2 separate regions of the Mus musculus genome follow, and region 1 is linked to region 2. A link is a contact called in public HiChIP or PLAC-seq data. All regions are on one chromosome and are shown on one strand. The core of a region is the stretch at or near the end of the contact, and the rest is flanking DNA. Distances in the headings are between cores, read along the strand shown.

What was found. HiChIP or PLAC-seq counts read pairs in DNA pulled down with a chosen protein or histone mark.
Region 1: a CTCF HiChIP or PLAC-seq map of pro-B cells shows a contact between it and region 2, with 5 times the contacts expected there. The contact joins two enhancer-like sites. A contact is called at or near these places in 2 of 15 datasets of contacts at CTCF or cohesin (large pre-B cells and pro-B cells) and 1 of 115 datasets of contacts at active chromatin or transcription factors (large pre-B cells).

The regions. Positions count from the first base shown.
Region 1 is chr2:124,902,792-124,909,075 of GRCm38.p6, forward strand. No RefSeq gene overlaps it. Among named protein-coding and RNA genes, the nearest start is that of Gm39920, 110 kb to the left of the region's middle. Within about 2 kb of position 2,515, at least 12 of the 459 cell types and tissues checked have an H3K27ac peak or open chromatin away from gene starts, as enhancers often do. A contact at or near this core is called in pro-B cells, where this site is marked.
Region 2 is chr2:124,738,212-124,743,843 of GRCm38.p6, forward strand. The region is part of intron 2 of Gm39920 (a long non-coding RNA gene); the gene reads right to left. Among named protein-coding and RNA genes, the nearest start is that of Gm34484, 20 kb to the left of the region's middle. Within about 2 kb of position 2,875, at least 56 of the 459 cell types and tissues checked have an H3K27ac peak or open chromatin away from gene starts, as enhancers often do. A contact at or near this core is called in pro-B cells, where this site is marked.

The sequences.
Region 1 (6,284 bases), core at 1,265-3,764, 160 kb after region 2:
TCAAAACTTGGATGAAATTTGCATTCTGCAGCAAGCCTCTTCAGCTCCAGTCAACACCCAGCTGTTCCTCTTAGAACTGTGCCAGGATCTTTCTGGAGGCCAAAGCCCAGGCATTTCTCTATTTAATATCCTAGGGTCATGTTTGTGATCCCTGCTCCTCCACACCTCTCAAAGGGCAGAGGTAGCTAAGCGCTTGATGAATATTTATGGACATATTGATGATTTGTTTCTTCAAAACTTCAGAACAACAACTACAAAGTTAAAAGTTTTTTGAGGAAGAGATGGAAAGGTGGGAAGAGTGGACACCCTAGCTCAGGAGTGGCTAGCTGCCTCCTAATGAAGGGCTCTAGTTTCCAACAAAGATGGCGGACACTTAGCAGACACATGAAGTGGCACTGGTGATGAGAATAAGAACATGACTCCAGGGAGGAGGGGGCTTCTGGGTGGCACAGGCACAGCTGTGAAGCACAAGGAAAAGAAAAGAAAAGAATCGAAGCGACCAGAGACAAGTTTTAGAAACAGCAATTACACTCCAGCAAAGGAAATGGAAAACCTTGATTCCTCGCCACTAAACCCGAAACAAGCAGTAAGTTCGTGTTTTCCTTGGGCTTTGTTTTTGTTTTGCCTTTGTGCCTCAGAAAGGACCAGGGGAGAAAAAAAACACAGTGGCTCAGGTAAAACCCTTATGTCAGCAAAAAAATAAAACCCAGATTAACCATCTTGGCTGTGTGCCCCTCAGCAGATCCAGCCACAAAACAAACACCCTCTCTAGCTTCAATAACCCCCCCCCCAGCCAAAGCCAAAATTGCTTAACCACTGTTGCCAAGTTGAGATGGAATTTCACAACCGCTTTTAAAAAATTAATTTGATAATGTGTAAGTTACTGTAACATTCCAGCCAAGACTGAGCCCATGACTACAGGGCTTCCTTACATTCGTGGTAAGAAGGATGAGTCATTGTTGGACATCTTTTAAGTCTTGGGATCTCTATGTTGTCTCTAAGTAGGATTACAATGTCTCGAGAAGAGGGTGCAGCCCAGCCCTGCTCTCTACGTTAGCAGCCAAGGGTGCTCAGTGGAGCCATGGCCTCACAGCAGTCTTCTGGGGTGAGTTAGTACTTCTCACCTTGTGGAATTCACCTGGGATGCCAACCTGCAGGGCAAGAACTGGAACCCCAAAGGAATCACTCTAAGCTACCAGGCTTGGTCTCAGAGACACCGTTGTCTGGTACTTTTAGTGGTAGCCTGGGACGTAAGGATGAATCAGGGATAGACAGAATAGAAACACATCCCTGTGTGCACTTGGCATCCACAAGAAGTGTTCTCCAGTCCCATCTTCAGGGCCAGCTGAATGCACATGAGAAAGCCAGGTCGTGAAGAGGACAGATGATTTATTCTCTTTGGACACCATGAGACTTGTGGTAGAGCTGGTAGGAATTAGTGCTGCTTTTGATTTTTGAAACAAACAAGCAAACAAAAACAGTGTGCCAGTAATTGTCTAAATAGATTATCCTAGAAATTATACAAATAATAAGCAAAAAAATGCTATAGGACAAATAAGATCTCTATTTTCATGGATTTATTTTCTAAGGATATGAGCTCTGAGAGGTAAGTTAGATTTGAAACCATATCCAATTGAAAAACCCATGGTTTTTCCTCCATGCACCCAGCACCCTTATGAGCTCAGCACATTTGAGGATTCCTTCACCCAAACTAGCTTGAGGCAAAGCACTATGCTCCCATTGCCATGCGGAAGGTGGTAAAGAGTGAAATGGTTATTCTGAGGGCTGCCACTATACCTACAGCACATTCACATACAGACCTAACAATAAAAAAATGAGGGTTAGGCCTCAATCATTATGACTAGGATTATGATATGTTAAATAAATAACTGTGTTGTGTTTTTGTTAAAATATGCTCTGAGCTTCTAATGATTGATGTCTTTTAAATGTGCCTACTGGAGATGCCTTTAGACAGAGCAAAGTTCAGTAGGTTTGCAGTGAAGACAGAAAATCTTCATTTCCACAAGAACCTAGTCTTTCTGATCCTGCTGGTCCATGGACCACTTTGAGTAGCAAGGCCATCCAATGAAAAAAATGGGTACACAGTTTAACCCATAAGTTGGAGTAACTTTTGATCCATCCTTTCTTCCTCCCCTCCTTCCCACCCTCCCTTCTTCTTCACAAGTGAAGCTATTTTTAAGATAGTTCTAGGCCTCTGTATGGAAATTGTTTATACCTAATATGCCCATTTCCCTGGGTTCCTATCTAAAGTCTTCGCTGGTATGGGTAGGAGATTTCCAAAGCCCCACAAGGAAACACCACTCTTATCCTCAGGCACACTGAGTCAGCCAGCAGCAATCCTTGGGCTGGGCACTTTCCAACAAGCAAGTCAAAGTTTAGCAAGTTGCCAGGTGGAGAGGTGAGAAGAGCACCCTCTGCTGGGAGCCTCCCTGACCCTCCAGCAGGGTGAATTCCTTTCTGCCCCACCTTCTCAGTGAACTCCAAGGAATATTCCAGAGTAATCACCAAGGCTATCCAAAGTGCTTCTCCTTCCCACATTCACCCTGGTAAGAGCCTCTTACTTGATCATCACTTCGAGTTTGTACAGTTTGTCTCCACAGTCAGAACACTTTAAGAGGCCCTCCCTGCCTGATATCTGCTTGAATCTTTTTGTAATGTGCCCAACCCAGAGTTCTGCTCATATTATGGGCTAAATAAAGATCTCTTGATTCACGGAAAGTCTTATTTTCCTATTGCATGAGAATGTAACTCCCGCTGGGTCTGAAAAAGTAGGTGTCTGACAATTATTACAGAGCAAATAAGTGAATTCTTACCGACAGCCATGATGGATTGTATAAATTCATGCCCGAATTTTACACCGTTGGCTTGCAAGGATTATATGAGGTCAATTCAGGTAAACATGTTTGATAAAACAAAAGTCTCAAGAGATGGAAGGTATTACCCTATTGCTGTGATGATGTAGGCATACTCACGTCTACCAGGAGTGAACACAAGATCAACAAGAAGTAGCAGTCAAGCCCCCCAACTACCCCTCAAAGTCAGCTCATACAAAGGGGGCTTTGGCATTCATTCTTCCTTGAAACAGTTAATAAACTAATTCTCCCAAGGACCATAAAATAGGAAAGAGTCAATCTGGAAACTCAATGGTGGCATCACATGGCACAGCCCGCTTCCTGAACTGCAAGAAGAGCCATGTGGGTCCCATTACAATGATCAGGGCTGATTTCACAGCTAAAGGAGGCATTAAGAAAGGATGCCATTCATAACAGACAACACAATAAGTTCATATGTTTGCCTTATGTGCACAAGTCCTCCATACACGCAGCATTTTCACATTATTGAATACAGCAGGCTACTACTTTCTTGCTCCTACCTTCATCCTCAGTACCTTTATCTTCATGAGCAATGGCTTACATCAACTAGGTTAGGGAGGGAGGTCCTAACCATCCTTCCTCTTCAATCTCAGCAGCTCCTCATCCTTTGCAGGAATATTTTCTTAAGTTTTGTTTTTGTTTTTGTTTTTGTTTTTTTGGTTTTTTTGTTTTGGTTTTTTTTTTTTTTTTTTTTTTTTTTGGTTCTACCTTGCTCTGATGATCAATACTCTACCCTGGTTTTACCATCGCCACTTTAAGCTCAATACACCTTACAGGAGACACCATCTCCCTGCTAGGTCTTCTCCATTTCTAGCCTTCTCTATCTAATTTCCCCATTAATCCACTGATGTTGCCACTCAAAATCCCATTCCAGGATAGGCCTTATTCCAAAACAGACTAAGTCAGTTGGTTCCCACTTCCCTTCCAGAGGTATCACAGGGACCATCTGTGGTTATTTGGTGCTTTGGCTAGCCAGGGCTGCTAGATCAGAATACCAGCAGCCTGGCAGCTTGAACCAGAGAAATCCATTGAGTCACAGACTTGGGGGTTTCCTAGAGTGCAGCCATGTCTTTCTTTCACTCTTTCTCTTTTTAATATCTCTGCCTAACCTGGCCTCTCATCACACTGAGCCTTGGTTACGATAGTCTACATCTTTTTCTTCCTGGTCACCTCACTCCTCACCAATACACGTGCTGTGGGGCCTGTCATCCCACACCTATCAATCACCTCTGATCTTTCCTGAACCCCCTCTCAGAAGCATCCCTCTAGCAGGTCACCCCAGAAACCACTCCCACATCTGAAGCCCAGTGGATCCCCCCTACAGCCGCCTTCAAAGAACAAATTCCTTTGCTTAATTCCTGGCCTTGGATGCTCCAGCTCTCACCATCTTGGCCTTCTCTGTTCATATCTTGATCCTGCCTTCCTAAGTTCACTCTCTCTATTTATGATGCCCTCTTCCTAGGGTTCTCAGTCATGCCCCCCCCCACACACACACACCTTTTCAAGCCTTAGCTCATAGGTGAGCTTTTCCCCAATCTGCAAACCAATTCCTCTGGTTCCCTTAGACTTTACACTGCACTTGCTGCAAATAAAAAATACAGTTCCTTTGGGTCTCTTCCCCCTGGTCGAAGAATAAGGAGTTTTGGAACCATCTAGAGCTGTATCCAGCAGTGCACTTTGAACCTCGCCTCCCTTTGATATCAGATGAGCACCCTGGGGCAAGTTATTTAAACCTTTTAAGCAAAGAACGTCTCTGCAATCTGCAGATCATGAAACAACTCACTTATGAGCTGTCATTAGTATTAAATGAGACAATGACTGTAGCAAATGACTAGCATGTGACACTGAATTTCAAAACCTGCTGCTCTATAGTATGGTTCTTGCTGCTGGCTTTAGAGGCATTGTGTATTGCTCAGGAATAGAGAGAACGTAGACTCTTAACTGTGAGCTGCTTCAAAGCCAGTCCTGCTTCTAAATGTTCATTAACCACACGTATTCAGGTTTAAGTTTCCATCCCTTCACGTGTAAGTAGAAGATAACTACCTCAAAGAAATGAGGAATAAAAACTGCGTTTGAAAGAAGCATAGAACCTGGCATGCAGTTAGGGCTCAATAAATATTGACTTCTAATATAATAGGATTTTATCAGTGTCCTGCAGGGTTTCTTGGCTGCAGGAAAGATTGAGAATCAATGCCTTCACCCTTAAACTTTTGTAGAGAGAGATCATCTATTAGTTTTTGCAATCTGGTGATATGGTAAAGGCTCAATAATATGCAAATGAATGATTGAATTGTAAGTTGAGTAACAAATAAGTTAGATAATGTCATTTTCCAAGAAGGTACAAACTAAGCCACTTTGCCCCATGAGAATGTGGCCTTGACTAAGAAAATGGGGGAAAAAAATAAGTGTTACAAAACCGGTGCATGAAAGCTCCTCTGCTCTATTCAGAGAAAGCATGGCACGGTCAGTTAGAGCTGGGTCGTTTTGCAGATGGGGAAAACAATCCGATTCTCAGCAGCACTGTCCTTTCCTTGTATTCTTAAGTCTGTGGAGCTTCATTATCTGGTTTCCTGGCAATTAGAGGAATAGATGTGTAGAAGAGCATTTCGTGTTAGCTATAATAAATAAGGAGAAATGGAAGCTGGGCTGGTGGTGGGCAAATTCTATAAAAGATAGGTATGAGAATGGAGGGATACCCAAAGCTGGAAAATACTGGCATGGAGGCAGATGCTCTACTCGGTACCTGGATGAGGACAGCCTGACCGAAGAACTGTGAGAATTTAAATTCTCCTAATCCTTTATAATAGTGTATTGAATCAAGTTGATTAGGAACTCAAATCCCAAGACTTCACAACACCCTTTAGCACACTCCACAGTTCTCACAAAGGCTTTCAGTAATGTCAGTGACATCCAAACTCCAGGGCAATGAGGCTGCTTCTCCCTGGGTCCCTGAGTTACTCCTGCACACGTGGGTTATAGGTGAGCTCAACTCCAGCCAGGCTTGCCACTGCTTCTTGTCTAACATTGCTAGATAAAGGACCTTCTGCTCTGCCATGCTTAGCTTCAGGCCCAGTCATCTTCTTCCAAGCCTTACCATGTTCATCTGCCTCAGTCTTCAGCTCTGTGAGCTCCTTCCTCCTTTTTACCTCCTCCCTCCACCTCCTGTGCTATTTTCCTTTATCATCATCTCTTTCATGTGTCTGTACCCGATCCCCCTTTTTAAGGAAATCTGGACCTTCTAATTTACTCGAAGGACTTAGGCCTTTGGAGCCCGATGTCATAGACATACTTAGGCTACTTGGATTTTCTACTTTATCCCTCTTTTTAAGACACTAGGCTAATGAAGGCTAATTCTGCTTGGAGAAACAGAAGAGGAGGAGACAGAGACAT
Region 2 (5,632 bases), core at 1,625-4,124:
CAAGGGACAGAAAGACCAGAAGGAGGGATGGTAGAACCTCTGTGCCCTCTGTCCTGAGGCTTCATGTTCTGTTAGAAGGATGAAATCAATAGGTATTTTGTTTGTTTTTAACTATGAGTTTCTCTCTCTCTCTCTCTCTCTCTCTCTCTCTCTCTCTCTCTCTCTCTCTCTCTGTGTGTGTGTTTGGCAGTAGGCTGTACACAATGTGTGCAAGGCAAAGGTTGGCATTTGGTGTCTTTGACAGTTGTGACTCACCTCAGTTTTTGAGATAGGGTCTCTTGCAGAAGCAGAAGTTCACCAATTTTACAAGATTTTATGAGCTTCACCCTCAAGGATCATGACTCCTCCACCTCCAGGGCAGTGGGGTCATAGGCCTGTACCACTACACTCTGACCTTATGTAAATGCTAAAAATCAAACTTGGAACCTCAGGCTTTTCCAATGAAATTTTCTCCCCAAAGCCCAGGGTTTGTTGTTGTTGTTGTTGTTGTTGTTGTTGTTGTTTAAATATGAAAAAAGCTACAAAATCTCTGAGCAGGGAAGACTATAGAGTGGATTTGCAGGGGAGTGACTGAAAACAGTGAAATAGCTTCCAACTTTACTACACACACACACACACACACACGCACACAATACACACAATACACTTACAGCACACACACACACACACACACACACACATATAAATATACATGTGTAACATATATATTTATTCACATATACATGTTATATTTGTGTATAAATTATATATGAATTATATGTAATATATGATATATGTCAAATTCTTGTATCTAACTTATACCTGGCTTATATGAATCAATACATTCTGCATTTTGTTCAAAGTAGTGTAGAGTTTTGGTTTCTATAATCTAAAAATATAAACACATTGTATTTATAAATTTTCAGATCTAATAACCATTTCTAGACAGTCTTAAGAAAGACCTGACTCAAGAATCTCAAACTAATCCTGATTAAAAAGGAAAAAAATCAAAATAAAACTGGCATTAGAGTAAGAGATTACCCTTTGGAAAGTAATGGAGACAAAATGCCTTTTCTTTTCTGACAAGAAGGTAAGTTTCAAGGGTGACTGGGATTCTGTGAAGAAGGATACCTGAAAGTTACGGAGAGCAGACACCTTGAACAGTCGTCGGCTTGGCAGGACCCCAGTCAAGTTATCTCTGTGGATGGAGAAATCGTCAAAGAGAAGAAGGAATGCCCAGGAGGAATGACCTATTAGATCATCCCAAAGTCACAATGCTCCAGGTGAGTGTGCAAAGCACTGCACTGCTGACAGAGCTAGATATTATATGAAAGCTACAGAGAGAGGACCGGAATTGGACTATGTGTGACTTTCTGAAAAAAAAAAAATTTCCAGGGAACTAAAGACAGCCTCTTTTTTCTCAGCTTTGTGACTGAAGAATTAAACCAAATCAAGAGAACCACGGAGATGTATCCTGATTATAAAAAGGCTTCCATACAGAGTTCTGCAAACCAAAGCTTCAAATATCGCCAGGAAAGGTCATGGTGGGAGCGAGATTCATTACAAACCTGAAGTATGAACTGAACTCCACTCTGCAGAGTGGAGAGCTCTCAATACCAGCAACTCTATGAAGAGCTGGCTTCATATCTCTCCTCCCCAGAGCAATCTGCCCTTCACTGGATGGCCTTTGCTGTCCCAAAACATAGCTCCACCAGACAGATGGAGCAGGCATGATAGGCAGAGGGATTCAACATGTCTGAAGGCCTTAGGGGGGTTGATGAAGGCAAAGCAAGAAAGCACATCAAGCAGCCACCATGCCCCCTACTGTGCCAGAATTCTTCTGGAAACTCCTGGATCAGAAGACCACTCTAAGGTGGAAGCCATCTCCTTGTGTGCCTCTGGATTCTAGGACTAGGACAGACAGAGTCACCTTTGTTACCAGGGAAGTGTGAAGTTGCCGTTCAGTGAGGGAAGGCAGGCAGGGAAAGCAAAGGAGAAAGGGGAAGATGTCTGTTCTCTGATAAGAAGTTAGAATATGAAGGCTGAAGGGTAAGGAACTGCAACAAGCCCTAGGGGTTTGTTGCATGTACTCCTGTGGAGGGTCCTGCCAACCTAGGTAACTGGAGAGATCATCTCGTGAGGTCTGGCCTGACCTAAAATACTATTTTTATGTCTCTGCCTTGGGGTTAGGATGCTTCTATTTTACAATATGGCAAGTGTGCTTGAGCAACCGGAGGCCCAAACAGTAAGTGAGAAGCAGCTCTTGACTGTGAGGGAGTCAAAAATTGAGATAAAATAAATTTGTCAATAAACCCTTTTTGAAATAGCTTTCAAAACCAACAGAAATAAACCAGAGTTGAAACCTTCTTCAAGCCACGTGACCCAAAGCTTTGGAGCAGACGGATAGCACACAGCTCCCTCACTCTCTCCTCTCTTTCCCTCCCAGGGAATTGTGACAAGGGTTATAAACCAGTTCCCTAAACTTTGAAACTACAAGGATGGAGTTGAAGGGCTGATGTGCCAACCCTGAGCTGAGGCTGAAGGGGCTGCTCTTGTCTTTCTTTCTCCCACAAACCTGACAGTATCCTAACACCAAACCCGAGTCACTTAAGGGAAGAGGAGACCACGTGGAGGAAATAGATGTTTCTCACTGAAATGGAAAGGAGCAGCATCAGATAGACCACCGTTTTAGCTGGGAATCCCAGCAAGGCATTATGGGAAACGCCTCCCTGGGGCTAGCCAGAGTGAATGTTGGAATAGAGAACAGATACGAGCGAGTACAGCTGCTGTAGGCGAGACGAAGTTTCCATTCCACTGAAACTTAGAAGCACTCAAATCGAATTTTCATGTTGGTGTGGCAATGGTGCTTTGCCAAGAAATTAAACTTAGTAACAGGCAGGTGTTTCCGGGGTGCTTTCAAATTACACTGCCTTGAGAGTCTTAGAGGAAGCAGATAGCATACGAATAATCAAGAAATAACCAGAGAAACGGGAAGAAAAATAAAAATAGTGCTGCCTTCCTCGTATTGTTTGCCGTTGCTCCCCTCCCCACGTCCTGTTATTGCCAGAATGCTAAGTGACCTTTTCTGTGTTTAATTACCCAAAAGAAACAAGAAATGAATGTCAGGGAAAGAGAGGGGCTCCTATCCGGAATAGCTTGTCAAAATAACAGCCCCCAGGGTCTTTCCTCTTTCTGGAGGATATTCAATATTAGCTTGAAACAAGTGGAGATTAAAATGGGAAAAGGCATATGTCTGAGACACCAGGGAAGGTAGAATATGCTCAGGATTGAAAACAGTCAAGCAACGCCATGTCTCAGAAAGTAAAGGCTCTCTGTTATTCTTTGGAAGAGGGCAGTTCTTGTAGGGTACAATGTTGCTGAGAATTTTAAAGCCAAGTTAAAGTGAGATGCTCCTATTCAGAAAGTTCTTGTGATGATATCCACTTCCCAGCAATATAATCATTTCCACTGGCTATCGCGCAAACAGAGCTTCTTATATAAACAAGCTGCAGAGAGTAAGAAAAATGCTCAGAGTTCCTGACATGCAGTCCTCTGTCACACACCATTCTCTCCAAATGGCCACAGAGAAAATAATACTAATCTCCCTGCTGCTCATTACTTTATTAGCATCTGATGCCTTAGGTCCCTAATGAAATCCACTTTACTGCCCTGGATTATTTCCTGACTCAGTGACTTTTTTCATTTCACTATTATGGGGCTTGATAAGAGCTCTGGGGAGTGACATAAGGGAACCTCCATTTGAATTATAAGACTTCCCATTTGCAATTTGGACACTGAGCCTGGACACCTAGACTCCCTTTTCGGTCTTCCAGTCAGTGTCTACATAAACAGAGATGGCGCAGGGTCCTGGAATGGGTGCACCATTTAAGTCTAGACCAGTTGTTCTTAACCTTCCTGATGCTGTGACCCTATAATTCCTTATGTTGTGGGGACCCCAACCATAAAATTATTTTCATTGCAACATCAAAACTGTAATTTTGCTACAGCTATGAATTAAAATGTAAAAGTCTGATATGCAGGATACCTGATAGTCACGTGAAAAGATTGTTCTGACCCCCAAAAGGGGTGGAGACCCACAGGCTGACAACCAGTGGCCTAGGAAAAAGAATGTATTTGCTGAATTGTGCATGGAGGGGAGAGGGAGGAGGGAATGACAGGATCATGTCTCTTTTAAGGACTTAGTGGTTGTTTGTTTGTTTGGGTCTTGTTTAGTAATCTACTCAGAGAGTTTTAGGGCTAGATAGGTCTAGAACTCCTCAACTGAAGCCAATCACAGAAGGGATGTTTTCCACACAGAGATCTGTCATCTTCCAAGTTCAAGAGAGCACTATTCCAAAAATTCTATCTGAAGTTACCTCAAACTCAGCTTAAGCCCTACAGAGTTACTTGTCTGGTTTGCTTTCTATTGTGATAGAACAGTCCATGACCAAAAACAACGTGGGGAGGAAAGGGTTTATTCGCCTTATTTGTCAGAATCACAGCCCATCACTAAAGGATGCTGAAGTTCAAGGAGGGCTGGAACTCAAGCAGGAACCTGGGCAGGAACTCCTGTAGAGATCAAAGAGTAATGCTCTATACTGACTTGCACCGAGTATGCTTATACCACCCAGGGGTGACAGCTCACCACAGTGACCTGGATCTCCCACATCATCACTAATAAAAGCAATATCCCCTAGACCTTCTTATAGGAAATCTAATGAGGATATCTTCTCAATTAGTTTCCTTTTCCAAAATGACTGTAGTTTGTTCCAACTTGACCACAACAAACCAGTATAATTTCTTTTACTTTCCATAGACAGGCAGACAGACAGACAGACAGACAGACAGACAGACACACACACACACACACACACACACACACACACACACCATACTACTAGTTTCAGGTTTCTAAGCACTGAAGTGTTTCTTTTTATAATGCTGTCCACAGACCAAAGCCCAGAATGACAAACACCAGGACTCTGTGCTGCGCTAACTGCATGGGTCCTCACCTAACTATTTATGCTCAACCTAAACCCACACAGAAATCATGCCAGCTCAGTGGAATAATAACAAGAGGCCTTTAGAGCGTGTTAAGTGATGAAGAATAAGCCCTCATGAACAATATTGGTGTCCACAGAGCCCCATTGTCCTACCATGTGACCACTGGGTAAGAAGATGGCAGCCTGCGAACTAGGAACTGAGCTATTCCCCACCACAGAATCTGCCTTGAAACTGGCTCCATAATCCATCTATCAGAAATGAGTGTCTGCTGTTTAGAAGCCATCTACTTTACTGTGTAGCCACAATAGATTAAACGAGCCAGTGACTAACCAGACCTATGAAGTCCATCTAATGAAAGCCTGCTGTGGCCTGATTCCCTTGTCTATATGCATGCATTTACTCCCTTCCAAAGACCTATTTGATCTACTTCAAACTTCTTTCCTTCTTCCTTCTTTCTTTTTCTCTCTCTTTCTTCTCTTTTCCTTCCTTCCTTCCTTCCTTCCTTCCTTTCTTCCTTTCTCTCTCTCTCTCTCTCTCTCTCTCTCTCTCTCTCTCTCTCTCTCTCTCCCTCCCTCCCTCCCTCCCTCCCTCCCTCCCTCCCTCCCTCCCTTCCTTCCTTCCTTCCTTCCTTCCTTCCTTCCTTCCTTCC